4 separate regions of the Mus musculus genome follow, and all the other regions are linked to region 1. Evidence: chromatin contacts called from public HiChIP or PLAC-seq and promoter capture Hi-C data. All regions are on one chromosome and are shown on one strand. Each heading gives the region's core, a stretch centred on a gene start, on an enhancer-like site or on the middle of the called end of the contact. The rest is flanking DNA. Distances are from core to core; before and after follow the strand shown.

Region 1 (2,963 bases), core at 179-2,678:
CCAAATCTGTGAGGCAGGTAAGGCTGTGGACTGGAAAGCAGAGCCAACTATTGGAAGCAGACAGGTGTGCAACTAGGAAGCCCACAGTTTGAACTGCACCTCTGGGCCAGACTCCAGGCTCTGCCACCAACCAGCGAGGGAGCTTGGGCAGGTCACAGGGCCTGCGCAGTCTGTCTACCCGGTTTGTACAGCACAGCAGAGATTTGTACATTCAGTATGTAGTGCCTGTGGAGTCCGACGGTAAGTGTAACTGTGGAAGAAGGGTCTCACCGCCATTCAGAAGCAAAAAGAACCAGCACCAACTTTCAGCCTGGCAAAATCAAACCATTACCTTTCCCACTGTTGCTGACACTTCTCCATCACGTGGAGGGGTGGGGTTTCACTTGGGGGAAAACCAAGTTTGCATCGTCTGTTGAAGCTAAAGACCAAGGTCTAGAGCAGGGGGCTCCAGTCCAGTAGCAGAAGAGAGGGTTAACTATCCAGAATAGCCTGTGCCACACAGTGAGAGCAAAGACTGACCACAGGACCCTGCATTCCTATCAGAGAGGAAGGCGGGACACCATTTCTATAGCATCCTCAAACAAGCTACACAAAAGAATATGTCATTCAGGGAGACAAAATGTAAACGGTCACACCCAAAGAAAAACCAGGCAAGGATGAGCACAGGGAAAGAGGGTGATGACTGCTTGGGAGACGAGTACGGACAATGGTCCTTACCGAATGAGCTGCACTGGGTCCCCCAGGCTGTGCCCAGTCAGCCTTCGCCCCTCCCACGACCACCTTTTCTGACTGCTCTGTTCTGTTCTGCGCACAGCTGCCTGCTTTGGTCTGGATGCCTTGCACTGGGTGACCTTATTGAGAAAGGTTCTCTACCCGACCGAGACCTGGCGCAATCCAGCTCTGCAGGCCAGCCCCGCGCCCGCGATCGACCCGGCGAGGTCTCTATCCTGCTGGGGTAGTTCTAACACGCCCCGCTGCAGGACCGCGTACCGGACAGGACAGTCGTCCTCTGAGCTTAGGCATCCCGGCACGCGCCACCTCCTGGGGCCTGCGGGGTGCAGTGCCGGTCCCACCTAAGCGATCGTTGCGCAGGCAGAGATGAGCAATAGGACCAGGGCAAGTGCTTCCTCCGGACTCAGTTTACCCTTCCGTGCACGAAAGCTGTACTTCCAGCCTGTGCTCCTTAAAGAGTGCATCGACTCCTGGGACCACCCGGACCACCTCACCCACCCCCACCCCAGTCCAGAGTTTTAAGGCTGAGGTGGCCATCGCCCTTTGAAGGCAAGCGGTGGGGCCCGCCGCGCGCGCTCTCGCCGCGGGGCCGAGCGCCCCCTGCAGGCCATCGCGGGTCCCGCCCCGCCCCCGCCCCCGCCCCCGGCCCCGCCCCCCGGCTTCGGCCGGCGCATGCGCGCGGCACGGCGCTCCGCGGGGCGGCGAGAGCGAGGCCGGTCCGCAGCCGCGCGGAGCTCAGCGCCCCATTCATGCTGGGCAGCGGCGACGCAGCCACGCAGCGGAGCGGAGCCCGGGCGCGGCGGCCTCGGCCTGGGCGGCCTGCGCGGCGTGGGCGGCCCCGCAGAGGGGCGAGCGGCGGGGCGCAACGATGGCCAGCGGCGGGACGCGCCCGGGGTTGGCGGGTGAGTCGGGGCGCAACTTTCCCCGCGGGCGGCGGGAGGCTCGTCGCGGCCCGGGGTCCCGAGTGGCCGGGGGGCGCTGGCGGCGGCCAGGGGGGTGTGCGCGGGGACTGCGGCGCGCGTGTCCGCGGCTGGCGTGTCCTGCGGTTCCGGCCGGGCGCCCGCGTGTGTCCGGGCGCGGTCTCCGCTATGGGCTGCCGCGTCCCGGCGGGTCGCAGCACGTCCGGGGCCCTACGATCCGGGGGGGCGCAATGTCTGTGGCCGCAGTCGCGGTCCCTTCCTCCAGGCAGGAGAGAAAGTTTGCAGTGGCCCCGCGGGAAGGGCCCTGCGGGTGCCCATGTCGGCCCGTGTTGCGCCGGGTCGGACCGGGCCGCGGGTGGGGACGTGGGCCGCAGGCGAGCGCCGCGCTGGGCAGGCCCGGGCAGGGCCGCGGGATTCGGGGCAGGTCCCTGGCTGCGCCTCGGGCCGGCCTGAGGCAGTGGGGTGGAAGTTGCAAGGCTTCGTGGGGACCCCCGCCCCCTCCGGCTCCGGCGCGCGAGTGGGCGCCGCAGCCAGCCCAGGCCCGCAGGCCCTCCACCCGGCTGCAAGGGGCGGTGCGGTGCCACCGGAGAGGACGCCGGCTCGGGCCTCCTCGGCCTCCCCCTGCGCAGGGCCTCCACGGGTCATTCCTTCCCCGGAGGATTCCCCTCTTGCTTCCTGGACGGTCCCAGGCCTGGTGTACGGCGAGGACGGCGGCGGTGATGGGCTGACTCTGGCTGCTGTAGGGAAGGGCGAGTGTAGATTCCTGGGAGGCCCCCTCTGCCTGCAGAGATCCCAGGTGCTGCCCTGGAAGGATACAAGAGGGCTTCAGAGAGGCTACTAGGTGGCCGGAGCCCTCTCAGTCTCATCGGTGGGGTGCTGGGGCCACGCCCCTTGAAAGAAAGGGGTGTGTTGGGGGGGGATGGGAACGAACTGAGCCTCTGCCCCTCTGCCAGGCTCCTACCTCTGGCTCTGGCTCCTGGTGCTACCTACCTCTTCCAGCAGGTGCTGCGGGTCTTCAGTCCCATCAGGGTGGTGCTATCCTGTGCTTCTCCAGCCCTCCTAGAGCACCCCCAGTTTTCCAGCTCCATTGCTTGTTGGGGGTGAGCAGGAGGAGGTAGTGCTGCATTAGGCTGGCCAAGAGTCTGCTGGGTCGGGGAAGCACTCAGCCAGTGCCCTAGGCAGAGGTGCAAAACAGGGACTCTGCTTCAGGGCTAGGCTGTCAGGCAGAGGGGAGGTGGCAGCTTGGAGCCCACCGAAGGTGTCTAAAGGCACAGAGGACAGCATGGGTGGAGGCTTGGGGTGTGTGGTCAG
Region 2 (2,963 bases), core at 259-2,758, 400 kb after region 1:
AAGCTAACCACAGGCCCAGGGAAACCCTGGCATGCAAGTCCTAGTTCCCCTCCCAAGGCCACAGCAGATATTGCTAATATGCAGACATGTCTCAGGTCATTTGGAAACAGCACACAGGAGAAGGGGCAAGAGCCTGAAGATGGCAACTGTAATAGCATGGATCTCAGGCGCTTGCATGCCACAGGGGCCAGCCCCTTAACCCCCTCACCCTAAACTAATTGTGTCTCCTTCAAACTTCACATTCACAACATATCCTCACCTCATACTATATTTGGAGATAAAACCTATCAGGAATAAATTTCAGTTAAATGAGGTCATGAATTTGAGCGGGGATCTGATCCAACAGAATTAGTGTCTTCATAGAGACACACTCCCTCTCTTCAAGTATGCCCAAAGAAGAAATCGCACAACACACAACAAGAAGTTAGGAAGCCCTGGCTGTTCTGCCCTGACCCCAAATGCATAGCCTACAGAACAGAGAGAATGAGTCCATCTAAGGTGTCAATTTGTGGCAGCTGGTGCCAGCTATGACCCTCACATAACAGCTCTGCTTGAATCTCCGCTTTACAGAAGAGGACACAGGCTCAGGCAAGTGATGCCTGTGAGTACATCTGTAAGGGTGGAGTGAGGACAGACCAGGTCATCCCTCCACCGCCCACACTGCACACTGCATGGCTAAGTATGCATGGTTGTTCACGCCAGACCTGTCTTTTGTGGAGTCCAACAGTAATGCCAACTGTGCTTCGGATACTGCTGCTACTTAACAGCATTAACTAAGACTCAGTGTACTATTGGACAAGCCCCATTAGCTTTACACATGGATTCCTTGCTGGCCCCTCCACTGAGTCAGTCCCACTTGAAGCCTCCTGCACAACTTCAGATGGACTCTGAGTGAGACCACAATCCACTGAGGCTGGTCAAAGGCTGGACAGGACGTACCAAGCACTCTTGTCCACAGCCCATCTGTACTTCTCTAGTGGCTCCAAGACCCCAGCAGGAGTGTCCCCACAGGAAGGCAGCAGCCATCTGGCTACATGCCACAGCACATCGGTTGCCAAAGCCCATGTTGAAGAAGACCCATGTACACCCAGATCCAAGGGAGGGGAGGGCATTGGTCAGTTTTCTTCATCATTGTGGCAAAATACTTGACAGAAGCAACCTGGGAAGGAAGGTTTCTGCTGGCTCACAGGCTGAGACAGTACAGTCCTTCCTGGTGGGGAAGTCTTGTCAAAGTTCATGGTGCCCAGAGCAGGTCACGGATCGCATCACAGCAGGAAGTGGGAAGCAGAGAGTACTGAGTTAAGCACTGGAGCCAGGTCTCAAGGCCCATCCTCTCCCACCAACCCACTTTGCCAGCCACGCCCCACCTGCCAAAGGCTTTACAGCCTGTAGAGGGGGGCCACTTGCTGAAGGCTGAGTGTCCAAACACACGCCTGAAGGACACCTCTGACTCAAACAGTATCAGGAAGTTGAACCACACCTCTGTGAGGCAAGGGTGTTGTGGTCATGCGCCAGAGGACCCCATGGGAAAAAGGTATGATTAAGGCCATCTTGGGAAAGTACAGGCCACATACAGTGCTAAAACCAGATCTGACCTGCTAACGGAAATGACAAAGAAATTTCACTGTGACTTGTTTCTATTTGTGTTCCCATTAATCACCTGTCTGTTGTCATTAAGTTGTCATGCCTGCGTTACTGGCAATAATAACCTGGGGTTTGATCACATCTCACAAGGTGGTTTGCATGGGCTCAGCTTCTTCATGGGGATGAGGAGAGGGCTGACACAGCTGATATAAAACGAGCAAAACTAAGACTTCTCAACCAGCTGCCAGGGAGACCCCGAGGAGTTTCTTGAAGTCCCAGGACCAGTGTCTGCCAGAACAGCTAAAGTAGAAGGTCCCAGCGTTGAACTGTATATGACTGGAAACCCCAGAAGATGTCTTCAAGTCCCCGGAGACCTCCAGGGCTAGTGCTGACATTCTCTCTCAGAGGCATCTGCACATTGTCTCCACCTCAGGTCATGTGTCTGTGACACTGCACTATTCTCACCTGAGGGAGTGACCCTCTGCATTCCCCCACATGCCACTGAGACAAGGTGTTATACTCATGAGTGCACACCCTCCCCGCCCCAGAAGTCTCCAGCTTCTATAGGGAGTTAGTGAAACCTCTAGGAGGTAGATGGGAAGAATCAGAGCATTGGAAGTGTGTCTTGAAGGCCATATTGGGAGCCAAGTCATTTCCTGTGTCTCTTAGCTTCTCGGCCACCATGATATGACCAGTTCTGCTCCATCATGTGCTTCCACCATGATGTTAGGGCCTCAGAAACCTCTGAATGTGCGAATCAAACAAGCCATTCCCCCTGTTATTTTTTCACAGCAGTAGAAAGCTAACTAACACACAGGGTTACAGGGTAAAACAAAGTTCATTAAAAGTTCAAACAGGTAACAAAGGTCATTATATCACCCCCAACTGGATGTGACTTATGTGGCAGGGGTGGTGGTTAAGCTACCATTCTCACCACAAGGCATCTCATGACTGGTGCTATTCTCTTCCTCTGGAAGTGAGACCAAGGGAGATGTTCTTTCACATCCTTCTCTATGACCTCTCTCACTGCTGAGGCTAAACGACTGCCAAGTCCTCCTTACTAACAGTCAACGGGTCTTGTCTTCCACCTCAGTGTTTTATGCTAAGATTATCCCACCTAGGGATACCCAAACCTGTCACTTTCCAGACAAAAGAATCATTGGCTCTCACAGGAAGGTGAGTTCCATAGACAGAAGAGCTCTTAAGCTTACCCCACTGCCCACTATAGAAGGCATGCATGTGTACAAGTTGAAAAGACATCTCTTACACTCGGTGCTAGACAAGATCAAACCAGCTCTTTTGCTGAGCTCAAACAGAAAAGCATAAGGACGAGGTTGTTTGAATATTCTTAGAGGTATAAAGGAGCCCACTAGACAGTG
Region 3 (2,963 bases), core at 118-2,617, 350 kb after region 1:
TGTGGCCTGTGGAGCCTCCAGGCTGGGTTTTCTAGGCAGCATGGAGCTGGATCCTCCAGGGGGTGAGGGAGGTTGGGTAGCACCCAGGTTACAAAGTGCAAACATCCTTGGTGGGAGAGGTCAGGAAGAGAGAGCAAGCACCCCACCAGAGTTCTCCCTGCTGCTGAGCCAGGAGGCTGCTAGATCTGCCTAACCCTGCAGCACAAAGTTAATTTTGGGTCTCCACAGTAAACAGGCTTCCTAAAGCCATGGTTAAAGGGCTCTGGCCGTGCAGAGCTAACTGGCATCAGGACCCTCCAGCTCACATCTGGTTCCATTGTGATTCCCATATCCAGGAAAGATGTAGGAAGAAGCACTCAGGAGCTGCTGAAGAAACTGGCCCCCTGATGCCAGAAACCTTGTTGGCAGCTTCCTCCTCCTCTCCTTTTCCCTCTCCCTCTTGCGGCTGTCTAATAAGGTCAGCTCAAGGCTTGGTGAAGGTAGATGGCAGGCAGTATTTTTCAGTCCTGATGGATTCTGGTGCTCCTGAGCCAAGTGTAAAGCTGGTTCCTCACAGGGTCCAGCCTCCAGGCCAGATGATAACCCGAGACCAGAGGCAACAGCCAAGTCTATCTGAAAGCATCTCTCCCAGGTCCCCGATGCAGCAACTGAAATTAAGACTGACACCAGGGCTGGGACCTCAAACATGGCAGGACCCTTCTCTGGAAGAGTTCAAAGTAGAAGTCCCACGCACACAACTAAAGACAACTCCAATCTGGTATGCATACGGTCTACAGTGAAGGCGAGGGAGGACTTCCTCGAGGCAACAGAGCCCCCACTGCCTCCCGAGGGAGGCCTAGTCGCCATCCAGAGCGTGAGAAACCGGGGACAATGACTCCCTCTCCTGCAAAAGAAACCCTCCTGGTCAGAGAGAACAGTAGGATGTATCAGGGAACTTTCGCCACCTAAGGAACTAGCCCGAGTCTCAGCAACTTTTGTTTGTTTGTTTGTTTGTTCTTTTGAGACAGGGCTTCTCTGGGTAACAGCCCTGGCTGCCTGAAACTAGCTTTGTAAACCAAGCTAGCCTCAAACTCACAGAGGTTGCCTGCCTCTGCCTCCCAAGTGCTGGGATGAAGGCATGAGCCACCTTGCCTGGCTTTAGCAACTTAAATCAGCACAATTCCTTGTTTTCCCTTGTTCTGTGAGTTGTCAGGTCATTCTTCTAGCTTCCTGTAGTTCGGCTGGTTCCTCTGCTGAGCCGAGGGTTCACACCCACACTATTCGCCCTGACTTCAGGCTAAAATCCCAGGTCAGGCTCCGGGGCTGCACTCTGGTGGGTGGGGACAGCTGGGCGGGGCTTCTCCAGCTTCCGGGCAGGCTGGAGCGGCAGCTGCGGTGCAGTCTCAGTCCCAGTCTCTGCAGCTGTATTGCCTCTGTCAACGGGCCGACGGGAGGATGGGAAGCCCAGGAAGAAAAATAACACACAATTTAATCTCCCCAAATCAACCCATCCTACAAAGGGAAAAATAAAACAGAGTCTCCGCCAAGGCTGACCTTCTGTTTACATTTTCCTTGGCAACTGAGAAATAATTGCGGTTCTGCAGGGCCCTCCCCTCCCCCACCCTGCCTCATCCTATTCAAGCGCGACCAGGGATGACACTGGAATCTTGAACCGCACTAAGTGGTTACTATGGTGTCAGGCTGAAATTGTGAATCCCAGAGGCTGCCACAGCAGGGAGGCGGGGAGCCAGGGCAGAGTCTCAGCCGAGGCTAGTGACTGGGGGGCCTAGCCAGTTAATAGCAGACAAACTGTGCTCGCAAAGAGTAGAGTAGGGGGTTGAAAGATACGGTGGTCAGAGCAGGTGCAGGACCAGACCCAAGTCCCAGTCACACCCCCTGAGCCTTACTCTGTCCGGGCTGCTCTTTCACCCTCCACCCTGTGCCCACCAGGATTGAATCTCTGCCCAGCCCCACAGAAGAAATCCTCAGGATTTCTTTCTTATTTCCCCACAGAAATCCAGAGCCTTGGTGCTCACCCAAGGAACCTGCAGAGGTGCTTTGGGTACCACCCTGCACTTCTCCAGCTCTGCCACAGAGAACTACAAGCCAATCCTGCCGGACTCACACTGATATGTGTCAGTGTAAGATCCCTCCACTGCCACACCCTGGTTCCATTCCCACCTCCAGACAGTGAGTGACCTTAGACCCTACTCTGACCTTGAACCTCTTCTTCTCATGCCTGTGCCTTGGGGGGAAAAATCTTCTAAAGAGCACATCAGATCTTGTCTGTAATCTTCACTGAGAGAGAGCTCTTGAGTGGTCGCGGTGCCTGCCCGGCTCTGACTTCATTTGTTCCACCAACCATATCATTCTAGCTATCCTGGCCTCTGAACTGCTCCCTGCGATGGCCGGCTTGCTCCTGCCCCAGGACCTTTGAACTGGTCATTCGTTGCTACTGTGACTCCTTCCCAAACCACCACTGAGGCCTTAGGGATTGCCTGATCACTGTTGTGGTCTTCATGCTTCAAACAGGACAAGCACAGGGACGAATGAATGAATGAATGAATTAGCCATTTCCTGGTTTCTAATCCCCATCTTCTCTGTCTCTACTATAAGGATCTAGACCATCAGAAGAGGGACTCAGAGGCTCCTAAGAAAGCCCCAGCCTATAAACATGTAGTGTTCCACCCACTCAGTGCTGGACCCATGACTCACAAACTTCCATTCACTAAGACATAACAATGGGAAAAATGAACACAGGGTTCCCAGTCTGTTTTTTGGTTTTTTGCAAGATGTCGTACAAATTCCCCACCTGGGTCTTTTCTTTCTTCCTTCCTTCCTTCCTTCCTTCCTTCCTTCCTTCCTTTTTTTTTTTTTTTTTTTTTTTGGTCTTTCTTTCTTTATTAGGGCTGCCCTTTCTTTTTTAGGGCTGCCCTCTTAGCTCTCTTTGGGGATGTATTTGTTCTTTATTTTTCCCATCTCAT
Region 4 (2,963 bases), core at 237-2,736, 290 kb after region 1:
TGAGAGCATCCCTGATTTAAACTCCTTCTCCTCCTGGGTCTCATTCAGCACTCCCCAGGGGAACAAGGAGCAGGTGACGTATTCTTTGCTTGGGACAATGGTTATTTTCTATTTTCTAGAATATTCTAGGTGCTTTGGGCTGGCCCATCCCCCACCATCTTCACCATCCCCACCATCCCCCGACACCCCCAGCCTAAGGCAGTGCAGCCTCCAGAGAACTCTGTGCCTATCAAAAACCAATTACTGTCCCTCATACTCATCAATATGGAGTGAGCTTAAGAGCTGCATAAATGGTTGTTACCACTTTTATTGCTTCCCATATAAACTAACGTGCCTTTAAAATACCTGGAGACCACCTTGCAGTCAGCAGAGGGCAGGGGCCAGGAGTCTGTATTTTAACAGCTCTGAGCAGATGCTGCCCCTCACCTAGGACCAGAGTTTGCCTCCCTCATAGGAGTCCTCACAGCGTCATCCCCAGATGCTGTCATACTTTGGAGTCACCTGGGAAATATAAATTGTGGGAAATCTGGATCCAGCAGGGTTGACTGTCATGTGGTATGGCACAGCACAGGAAGTTTCAGAAGTCCCAAGGAGACTCTGCCACAGGGCAGGTGAGTCCCAAGATGGGGGTGTGTCCTTTGGGCCCCACTCAGTGCAAGAAATCCCACCACTGGAGGAAAGCTGCCTGGAGTCACAGCTCTGGCTATGTGCAGACTTCATGGCTGAGAGGCGTGGCTTCCTTGCTCCCTCCCTCCCCTTCTTCCCCTCCCTTTCCTACCCCTTCTGTCTTTTCCCCCTTCTCTCCTTTCCCCCATTCCTTCCTTCCTTCCTTCCTTCCTTTATTTCTTTCTCTCTCCCTCCCTCCCTTCCTTCATTTGCTTTTCTCCCCTCCTCAACCACCCCCTTTCCCTCCTTCCCTCCTGCCTGCTCTCCCTTCTTCTCCTCCGCTTTAACCACAGCCAGCACTACTACCAGAGTCTTAGCCAACAACAGGCACAACCACAGTGGACAAAAGATTTGCTCTCCTGGTGATGCTATAGCCATCTTAGTGTGCATACATCCACTCTGATGTTCACATGATAGCGGAGTCATGCAGGGAGACATTTCTCGGAGTGCAGCCTCGTCATTAAGTGATGTACAATTAACGATGGTATAATCAGAAAACAATATCCAATATCAACTCAAAACCATCGAAGGAGAGAAAGGGAGTGAGTGCTCTGGTGGCTGCAAGGCTTGGGAGAAGCCTGAGTTACAAAGCAGGTGTGGAGGAGCAGGGGGCCTGACCAGGGATGTCTGCAGGGCATCAAGGACAGCCAGGATGCATCAGAACGGAGCAGAGTGAAGCTGGCCTGGCCTGGGCTTGTCCTGGTGCCTCATTGGGCACTGCCCCTGCTGTTCCCTCACTGTGCCCTTTGTTCCATTTAAGCCTGGTTGTCACAGACCACCTAGCTAATCCTGTCGCCTAGCTCTGAGCCAGTGAGGCTTGACAGGCTGTGGCTGACCTCAGCTTCTGGGTCACCTCCCTTGGCCTCCCAGCTGTATCTCCCAAGCTTAGGAGATTGTGTTCCCCTGGGAGTTTAAAACACAAATGATATTTATTTTCATTTCCTCATGCTTTCCTTTGCCTATTTACCCATCTGTTCATAACTAGTCTTATTTTATGCTCGGCACCGTGAGGACTCACAGACTTGACTAGCCCCTATGTGGTTAACCAAACACGTGAGTGTCCCTCCAAAATGTCTGTGCTGAAACTTCATCCTCAGTGAGAGGAGAGGGACATTGGAAGGGACAAGGATATGAAGGCTGAATCCTGTGAATGTCATTATAAAGAGCCCCCAAGGTAGGGCTGGAGAGATAGCTCAGTGGCTAAGAGCACTGGCTGCTCACCTCAGGTACCCAGGTTCAGTTCCCAGTAACCACATGGTAGCTCACAGCTGTCTGTAACTCCGGGTCTAGAAAATGTATCGCCTCTACTGGCCTCTACAGGTATTGTATACATGTGGGGCACAGACATACATGTGGTGTGCAGACATACATACAGACAAAACATACATCCACATAAAATATATATAAATAAATATTTTTTAAAAGAGAGAGTGCAGCCCAAGAAAGCTGTTTGTCCCTCTGCTACGTGACGATATGTGGATGGGGATCAGGTCTCACTAGACACCTGCCTGCTGCTTCCTTCCTCACAATCTTCCCAGGCTCCAGAAGAAAGAAACCTGAATATTTAGCTGCTCATAAGTCACCCTGCCTAAGGTATTTTGTTATAGCAGCATGAAAGGGCTAAGAAGTGTCACACTGAGTCTTGCTGATGTGCTGAAAACCTAGCTAAGCCATAAAGCAAACACCGGAATGTCAGGTAGCAGCCACAAAGACACAGTTCCACCGCAGTGAGTGATGGTGTTCTGCAGGGGTTGGATCACTGCAGCCAATCTGGCTTCTCTAGGAGTGAATTGCCTGCTTGGGTCAGTTAGTTGTGCATAGTGCTTTGCATGGATATGTGCACCTTACTGTATCCCCAATATTAAAGAATGCATCCGTGTCTGTAACAGCTTGAGCTAACTGCAGCTAGCTGGATCCCTGAGGCAAACGGTGGGTTAATTATCATCAAGGTAAACATCCTTGCAGGGATCACGTTCTGACTATGTACAGCATAGCAGTTCATCTTCGCCTAATCAACGTTTTCACTCTCAATTGTATGCGTTGACACTTTGAAACTGTTACAACAAAATCTGCGGCATTACTGGAGAGTGAATCTTCTGAGCAAACAGATGTAGACAGAAACTCAACTTTCCAAAGGCAAGACACAAAATCAGTATAGATTGAACTTCAATTTTATGGTAATTGGTATGCAAATATTCTCCAACGTCCTCCTAATCCACGTAACAGGATGTAATGGCTAGCTTATTGCTGTCTTCTCAAAGCATCTGTGTCAATGGGATCTTTTTTTCCAAGGTTCT

The links. Promoter capture Hi-C pulls out the DNA fragments that hold promoters and counts their contacts. HiChIP or PLAC-seq counts read pairs in DNA pulled down with a chosen protein or histone mark.
Region 2: a contact with region 1 is called in a FOXA1 HiChIP or PLAC-seq map of pancreatic cancer cells. The contact joins the enhancer-like site here to the promoter of Plxna1 in region 1. A contact is called at or near these places in 6 of 39 promoter capture datasets (3T3-L1-derived adipocytes, the SN4741 cell line, cranial neural crest and 3 more), 4 of 484 Hi-C or Micro-C datasets (the C2C12 cell line, bone marrow-derived macrophages and embryonic fibroblasts), 18 of 115 datasets of contacts at active chromatin or transcription factors (the NIH/3T3 cell line, SST interneurons, bone marrow-derived macrophages and 15 more) and 1 of 9 other capture datasets (adipose tissue).
Region 3: an H3K4me3 HiChIP or PLAC-seq map of bone marrow-derived macrophages shows a contact between it and region 1, with 4 times the contacts expected there. The contact joins the enhancer-like site here to the promoter of Plxna1 in region 1. A contact is called at or near these places in 4 of 39 promoter capture datasets (3T3-L1-derived adipocytes, the C10 cell line, pre-B cells and 1 more), 3 of 484 Hi-C or Micro-C datasets (bone marrow-derived macrophages and embryonic stem cells), 17 of 115 datasets of contacts at active chromatin or transcription factors (SST interneurons, bone marrow-derived macrophages, craniofacial prominence and 12 more) and 2 of 9 other capture datasets (adipose tissue and embryonic stem cells).
Region 4: a promoter capture Hi-C map of the C10 cell line shows a contact between it and region 1, with 8 times the contacts expected there. The contact joins the enhancer-like site here to the promoter of Plxna1 in region 1. A contact is called at or near these places in 4 of 39 promoter capture datasets (the C10 cell line, hippocampal neurons, liver and 1 more), 2 of 15 datasets of contacts at CTCF or cohesin (large pre-B cells and pro-B cells), 1 of 484 Hi-C or Micro-C datasets (bone marrow-derived macrophages), 11 of 115 datasets of contacts at active chromatin or transcription factors (SST interneurons, bone marrow-derived macrophages, embryonic forebrain and 8 more) and 3 of 9 other capture datasets (adipose tissue, embryonic stem cells and liver).

The regions. Positions count from the first base shown.
Region 1 is chr6:89,361,078-89,364,040 of GRCm38.p6, reverse strand. It overlaps Plxna1 (plexin A1), which reads left to right and starts at 1,428. Exons shown (of 32, transcript NM_008881.2): 1 at 1,428-1,634. It overlaps Gm40415, which reads right to left and starts at 2,686. Exons shown (of 2, transcript XM_017321867.2): 1 at 2,643-2,686; 2 at 1,450-2,456. The coding sequence starts at 2,297. The coding sequence ends at 1,863.
Region 2 is chr6:88,956,561-88,959,523 of GRCm38.p6, reverse strand. No RefSeq gene overlaps it. Among named protein-coding and RNA genes, the nearest start is that of Gm36409, 16 kb to the left of the region's middle. Within about 2 kb of position 1,508, at least 31 of the 459 cell types and tissues checked have an H3K27ac peak or open chromatin away from gene starts, as enhancers often do. A contact at or near this core is called in pancreatic cancer cells, where this site is marked.
Region 3 is chr6:89,007,420-89,010,382 of GRCm38.p6, reverse strand. No RefSeq gene overlaps it. Among named protein-coding and RNA genes, the nearest start is that of Gm36639, 15 kb to the left of the region's middle. Within about 2 kb of position 1,367, at least 136 of the 459 cell types and tissues checked have an H3K27ac peak or open chromatin away from gene starts, as enhancers often do. A contact at or near this core is called in SST interneurons, adipose tissue, bone marrow-derived macrophages and 8 more, where this site is marked.
Region 4 is chr6:89,070,429-89,073,391 of GRCm38.p6, reverse strand. No RefSeq gene overlaps it. Among named protein-coding and RNA genes, the nearest start is that of 4933427D06Rik, 24 kb to the left of the region's middle. Within about 2 kb of position 1,486, at least 28 of the 459 cell types and tissues checked have an H3K27ac peak or open chromatin away from gene starts, as enhancers often do.